2 separate regions of the Mus musculus genome follow, and region 2 is linked to region 1. A link is a contact called in public Micro-C data. All regions are on one chromosome and are shown on one strand. Each heading gives the region's core, a stretch centred on a gene start, on an enhancer-like site or on the middle of the called end of the contact. The rest is flanking DNA. Distances are from core to core; before and after follow the strand shown.

Region 1 (2,700 bases), core at 143-2,642:
CCTCTCCCACCCAGGCTTCACCTAGGACAAACCATTCTCCCGGAAGAATCAAATAATTCCAGTCAGAAACCTGGACACAGACACAAACAGAACTTTCAAACCAACACTGACAGTGCGGTTGGCCAGTTTGTCCTTCCTCCTTGTTGGCTTGTTTGCTTGTTGGTTTGTTTGCTTGGTTATTTTTCCCAGTGCCAGAACAAAACCTCAGGCCTCACATCCCAGCCAAGTGCTCTCCCCAGCTATATTTTTCTATTCTTAGGTCCTAGGCCACAACAAAATATCATGTCCTAAGTGCAGACCATAAAAATGTAGCAACTTAGTTTCATTCTTGTCCCCAATTATATACACGTGTGAGAAAAATTAAAACAGTATGATGATAAATTTCCTCTATCAGACCACATTTCATGCTTGCAGGAGACGTGTGATTTCCCAGTTAGCTGAGTATGAACTCCACCAATACTATCCTAACAGAGAAACGGAAGTATCCGCTTCTTATTTCCAGTCAGTGTGTCCTGTAGCTAGTGCTGACAGCCTTCCTAAATTGTGTACATTTCAAGAAGGAACTTCAAGTCATTTGGTTGGTGGACTGCCTACAGGACTTAAGCAGAGCCTTACCTGAGGCTTCTGGGAAATCTCCATCACTATACGGCAAAGCTCCCTCAGTGCAACAGATGCCTAAGGCAGACAAGAGAACACATGGGCTATGTTTCACTTTGCACTATATCTGCACAGGGGGTGAGATTCCAGATGTTGGAAGCACAAGGATAGCCTATCAGCACTGCAAAGGTGTCTTGCTGCAGTACTGTGAAACTCTGCAGGAGTCCTCTTGATTGCTCTCAGATCGATCTAAAACATCCTCGGGCCAAGGTGATGGCTGGGCAGGTGGCAAAGTTGGCTGAGATAGCAAGAGAACTCGAGTTCAAATCCCCAGCCCCTACATAAAAGTCTTGCATAGCTACATGAGTATGTTACTCCAGCACTGGGATGGAGACAGGTAGATACTAGGAGATGGCTGTTGGGTCAGTCTAGACACAATGGCAAACTCTGGGTTCTGTGGGATTCTCGACTCAGAAAACAAGGTGGAAGGCAATGGAGGAAGATGCCTCATGTCTTCCTCTGGTGTCTGCTCGGGTGAACATGGGCATGCATTCCCGTGTACATAGACCACACATACACACACACACACACACACACACACACACACACACACACACTCGCACATAAACTTGAGCACACATAAAACAAACAACCAAACAAATCTTTCTCTGCAGCAGCTATGCAGCAGTTGAGGCAGTTGAGGTTACACTGTGGCCCACTTACACAGTTCTCAACACTCACAGAGACACCATGGAACTCTATGACTAAGACAACCTGGGCAGTGCCAGCTAGGGATTAGTCTCCTGGCTTGTAGGGAAATGCATGTGCATGCCAAAGCTGTGAGCTTCACTGAACATTACTCATTACTGGCTAATTTGAAAATCCTGCAATTGCTCTCAAACAATGGGGATTGAAGGACAAGAAGCCCGTGTGTGGTGCTAGTCTGAGTTCCACCCTTTGCAGGCTGCTGACTGCACACCCCAGGATCAGGTTTGTCAGAGCATCAGAGGGCAGAATTAGGGCAGGAATCCTGTGGTTGGCAGTCAGTTGGGCGTGGTAGGGAGTGGCTCAAATGGACAAGCAAGGGCAAACCCAGCTTTGCACAGGACCTAGCAGAGTCTGCTGTGAGCCAATGGTTCCTTAATAAGTTCATTTCTGAAGTAATGAGAAGCCGGGGCACAGAGAGGCAATGTGAATAGTGTTAAAGCATGGGCTGAGAAGGTGAACAGCCTGAGATCAGAAGTGTGGATCCCATTGCTACTCCCTTTCTACAGTGGTTACTTAATCTCTCAAAACTTTAGTTTCTTTAGCCAGAAATCAGGGGTGATGTCACTGCAGGAAGTTCCTGACCGGATTAAGGGCAGGACAAGCCCTTTGGTTTAATTTACCACTGCGGGTACTCTCGATTCAGAAGCTGTAAGAGAAGATCGTTCCACACCTACTTAGGATGGCTGAGGTGAGAAACAAAGTTGGAGCTACCATGCAGTACCCTTCAGATCCTTCCTCCACAGAGGTCTGGTTTTGTCTCCTCCCTCCCATCTATTTGTCTTCCAGACAACTTGTTGGGATATATATTGATAGTACAAGATGAACCATGTATACATGGAGTTTCAACGCGTTACAAAATACTTTCCTGTACACAATTTCCATTCTGTTCTTAAAACACAAGGCACATAGGACAGGGCATGCTGCTCTTTTGTAGAGAGGAAGTGAGGGCCTACAAGATGGTGACTTCTCCAGTACCTTAAGAGATTATAGTTGACAGAGAGTGGCCTGGGAGCCAGGCCTTCTACCCATGAAGATGCTTTGGAGGGCTCATCACTGTCCACTGATGTATAGTTGACTATTTCTCAGTTGTTTCATGGTCTTGGGGTATCTCGTATGTACGTGCTGGTTAATGCTCTACCACTGAGGCCCAGCCAGCAGCTAAGAGGGGCTGAATAAAGTACCGAGTCTGGTAAGTTCTTCCCTACTTGGCCCCTTCAGGTAGATCTATGACAATCTGGTAATAAAAACTCCTAACTCCTTTTGATTTTGTTTGTTTGTTTGTTTTTCCCCTCAAATAGCCCATATAGAAATGCCACAAAATCCAAAGTAACAACA
Region 2 (2,700 bases), core at 161-2,660, 73 kb after region 1:
ATGGGAATCTAGAACAAGGTCAGAGGAAAACCTATGACAGATAGACATGGATTCCGAAATTGAAGGTCTTGTCAGGCGTGGTATCATTTGAGGACAACACTGACCCCACAAGAAGCTGTTCTTCAAAAAACATGGGGGTGGGGGTTGGGGGGAAGTCTTCCCAGCAAAGCAAAGCTAAGAGTCCTCGCAACCAAGACATTTTCTCCCATAGTTCCTAATTCTCATATTTCCGAGTTCCCACCATAGCTAAGAGGGCTTAGAAGAGACCAGTTCCCAATTGTTTTCAAATACAGTGTAGTGGTAGAAAATCTGAGGAACAAGGAGACCCTATTACAGGGTGGTTGCTCTGAAAGGATGGCTCCTGACAACAGCTGTCCCAGAAAGTACCAGAGTCCACCACGGTGTAGACGGATGGGGGCTGAGGGCCAGAGAGCTTTAGGTCCAGGGGAGGGTCTGGAGGGGCAGGGGATAAGTCGCTTTGGCTTTGGCTAATTTGACTATTTCCCACAGGCTGGAGACTGTTAGGGTTGTCTCTGGACAGCCAGCACCAGACTCGGCGATCACAGAGGCAGGTGCACAGTGGTGATGAGTGTGAGAATCTGGTAACAGAGAAAGCTGCATCTGCAGACCGGCTGCTGATTGGTCTCCTGGCTGTCAGAGTCCTCTTGAAGGAAGGGAAAGGCTGAGGCAGGAGGCTGAGTGAGGCAAGGTGATCTAAGCATATTGTTGAGTTATCTGGAACTAGGTGTACCCAGCACACCTATGTGGGTCAGATGTTAGTGTCAAGGCTGCAGCAGTTAGAAACAGGTTACATCACTCAGAACCGAGCGTGCTCTGATACAGCTTCGGGAGCTACAGAGCCAATTAGAAGTGATTCTAAGCACTGAAGCTAAGTCCCCCTCTAACCTACCTCACTCCTTCTGCCCTGTCGCCGTGGCTTCATTCTCTCCATAGAAAAACGTGGGCCATGAGACCCAGACTCCAAAACCACAATAGCAAAAATTCCCACAAAGTGTTTCTTGATCCTTCATGGAAAGGACAGGAAATGCCAGAGTTTCCGCAACACTGCTCGCTGCTGGACCAGTCACACAGGAGTCGCTTCTGCCCGCATCAACAATGGCTGATTCCCCCCCCCCCCCTGGAATTGATGTATTATATCATAGCATGGTTATTCTTGGCAAAGGTGCTTGAAAGGGGCAGATTCCTGTTTCTCAGATGCTGTTAAGCCTGTGACCTGAGTCTGCAACTTAAGATCAACAGGCCTTCCTAGTAGGTGTGGCTCCAACTCAAGGCACCAATCAGCTCGACTCTCTACACCTTGATTTAGGGACTCAGCAGACAGACATATTCTGCTCTCTCTCCCAGTGTGTGGGGATGCGGTAACTCTATCCAGCGTATACTCACTCACTAAGTGGGTCATGCATTTTTGTGGTCTGTCTTTCTTCTTGGATTAGAGACTCCCTACTGGCAAAAGTAGTCTGTGTTTCTTATTTCCTTTCTCTGAGCCTTCATTCTCTTTATAAAAAAAAAAAAAGTTCATGACGTAAAAAGGAGGCATACGCACAAATGAGCTCTCTGAATACTGTTGTATCCAAATGAAGGGGGGAAAAAGTGGAATAAAAATAAACTGAGCTACTTTTAGGCTGCTCGGCGAATAGTCTTGAAGTGTCTCTAGTCTAGTCTCGCCTCACAGTCTAGTCAAATGGCGTCCTCATTCAGAGATAATGCTATAGGTAGCTGCCTTGAAATAAGTTGTGGTGAGAACATGAGCCATATGTAGAACAAATACACAGAGATGCAGAAGATGTATTAGCTATAGCGTGCATCGTATGTTATACAATCTAAAAACGAATCTTTCCTGAAGAACTGACGCTTGAGCATGCGCACAATGCTACTGGCCTGCCTGATCTGGAGGCGCTCCAAGAACAGAGAGAATGGCAGAATAAGAGAAGGTTCCAGAAATAGATGCAAACTTATGTTTTTTATACATCAGTTTTAGTCTCTTTATCTGTACTATACGTTCCATCATTCACTTATTCAGCAAATACTTACTAGCTATGAATTGCTGGGCACCATTTTAAGGTACCGGAAGTAGAATAATGATAAGGTTTTCTCTTATTTTATTTAATCTACAGCATTCCAATGAAGGATGTACTATTATAAGTACATATTTAAATATAAGTATCTGTATAAATTTCCACATTTCTACATGGAAAACAAGTCTGAAAGAAGTGACTCAGCTTCTCCAAGTAGTGAGTGTAGTCATAGGTCTCAGACTGTACAAAGGGCTGGGTCATCCACATAAATCACCAATTAGGAAATCATGCCACAGGCTTGCCCACAGGTCAGTCTGGTAAGGGCCATTTCTCCACTGAAGTTTCCCTCTTCTCCGATGGCAATAGCTTGTGTCAAGTTGTGATAGAACTAGCCAGCATACCTAACACATAAAATAAAAATAAAGGTTAACAGGTATTTTTTTTCTACAGGAAACCTGTGACTTAGGAAGCCGAATGTTTCCTGATAGTGCTCTTGAACCCTCTATGCAAAGGAACAATTAAAACCCTAAGTCACAAAGTAAAAGAGTTTCACTGTGTTCCCATACACACAACCTTGCAATCCATTCTACTTTTCTTTGATCGAGCTACACTTTTAAGTAATAGTCATAAAATAGCTGAGAGTTTATTTTATGAAATATATACA

Evidence for each region. Hi-C and Micro-C count contacts between places; a contact is called where the count stands out from the background.
Region 2: a contact with region 1 is called in a Micro-C map of muscle stem cells, with 1.9 times the contacts expected there. The contact joins two enhancer-like sites. A contact is called at or near these places in 1 of 39 promoter capture datasets (macrophages), 2 of 15 datasets of contacts at CTCF or cohesin (CD8 T cells and the NIH/3T3 cell line), 4 of 484 Hi-C or Micro-C datasets (embryonic fibroblasts, muscle stem cells, nephron progenitors and 1 more) and 2 of 115 datasets of contacts at active chromatin or transcription factors (embryonic fibroblasts and embryonic stem cells).

Annotation. Positions count from the first base shown.
Region 1 is chr5:76,344,824-76,347,523 of GRCm38.p6, forward strand. Nmu (neuromedin U) reads right to left here. Exons shown (of 10, transcript NM_019515.1): 4 at 616-675. Gm34175 (a long non-coding RNA gene) reads left to right here. Exons shown (of 3, transcript XR_389299.2): 2 at 1,899-2,053; 3 at 2,664-2,700. Among named protein-coding and RNA genes, the nearest start is that of Gm34175, 3.6 kb to the left of the region's middle. Within about 2 kb of position 1,393, at least 43 of the 459 cell types and tissues checked have an H3K27ac peak or open chromatin away from gene starts, as enhancers often do. A contact at or near this core is called in muscle stem cells, where this site is marked.
Region 2 is chr5:76,417,736-76,420,435 of GRCm38.p6, forward strand. No RefSeq gene overlaps it. Among named protein-coding and RNA genes, the nearest start is that of Nmu, 55 kb to the left of the region's middle. Within about 2 kb of position 1,411, at least 26 of the 459 cell types and tissues checked have an H3K27ac peak or open chromatin away from gene starts, as enhancers often do. A contact at or near this core is called in muscle stem cells, where this site is marked.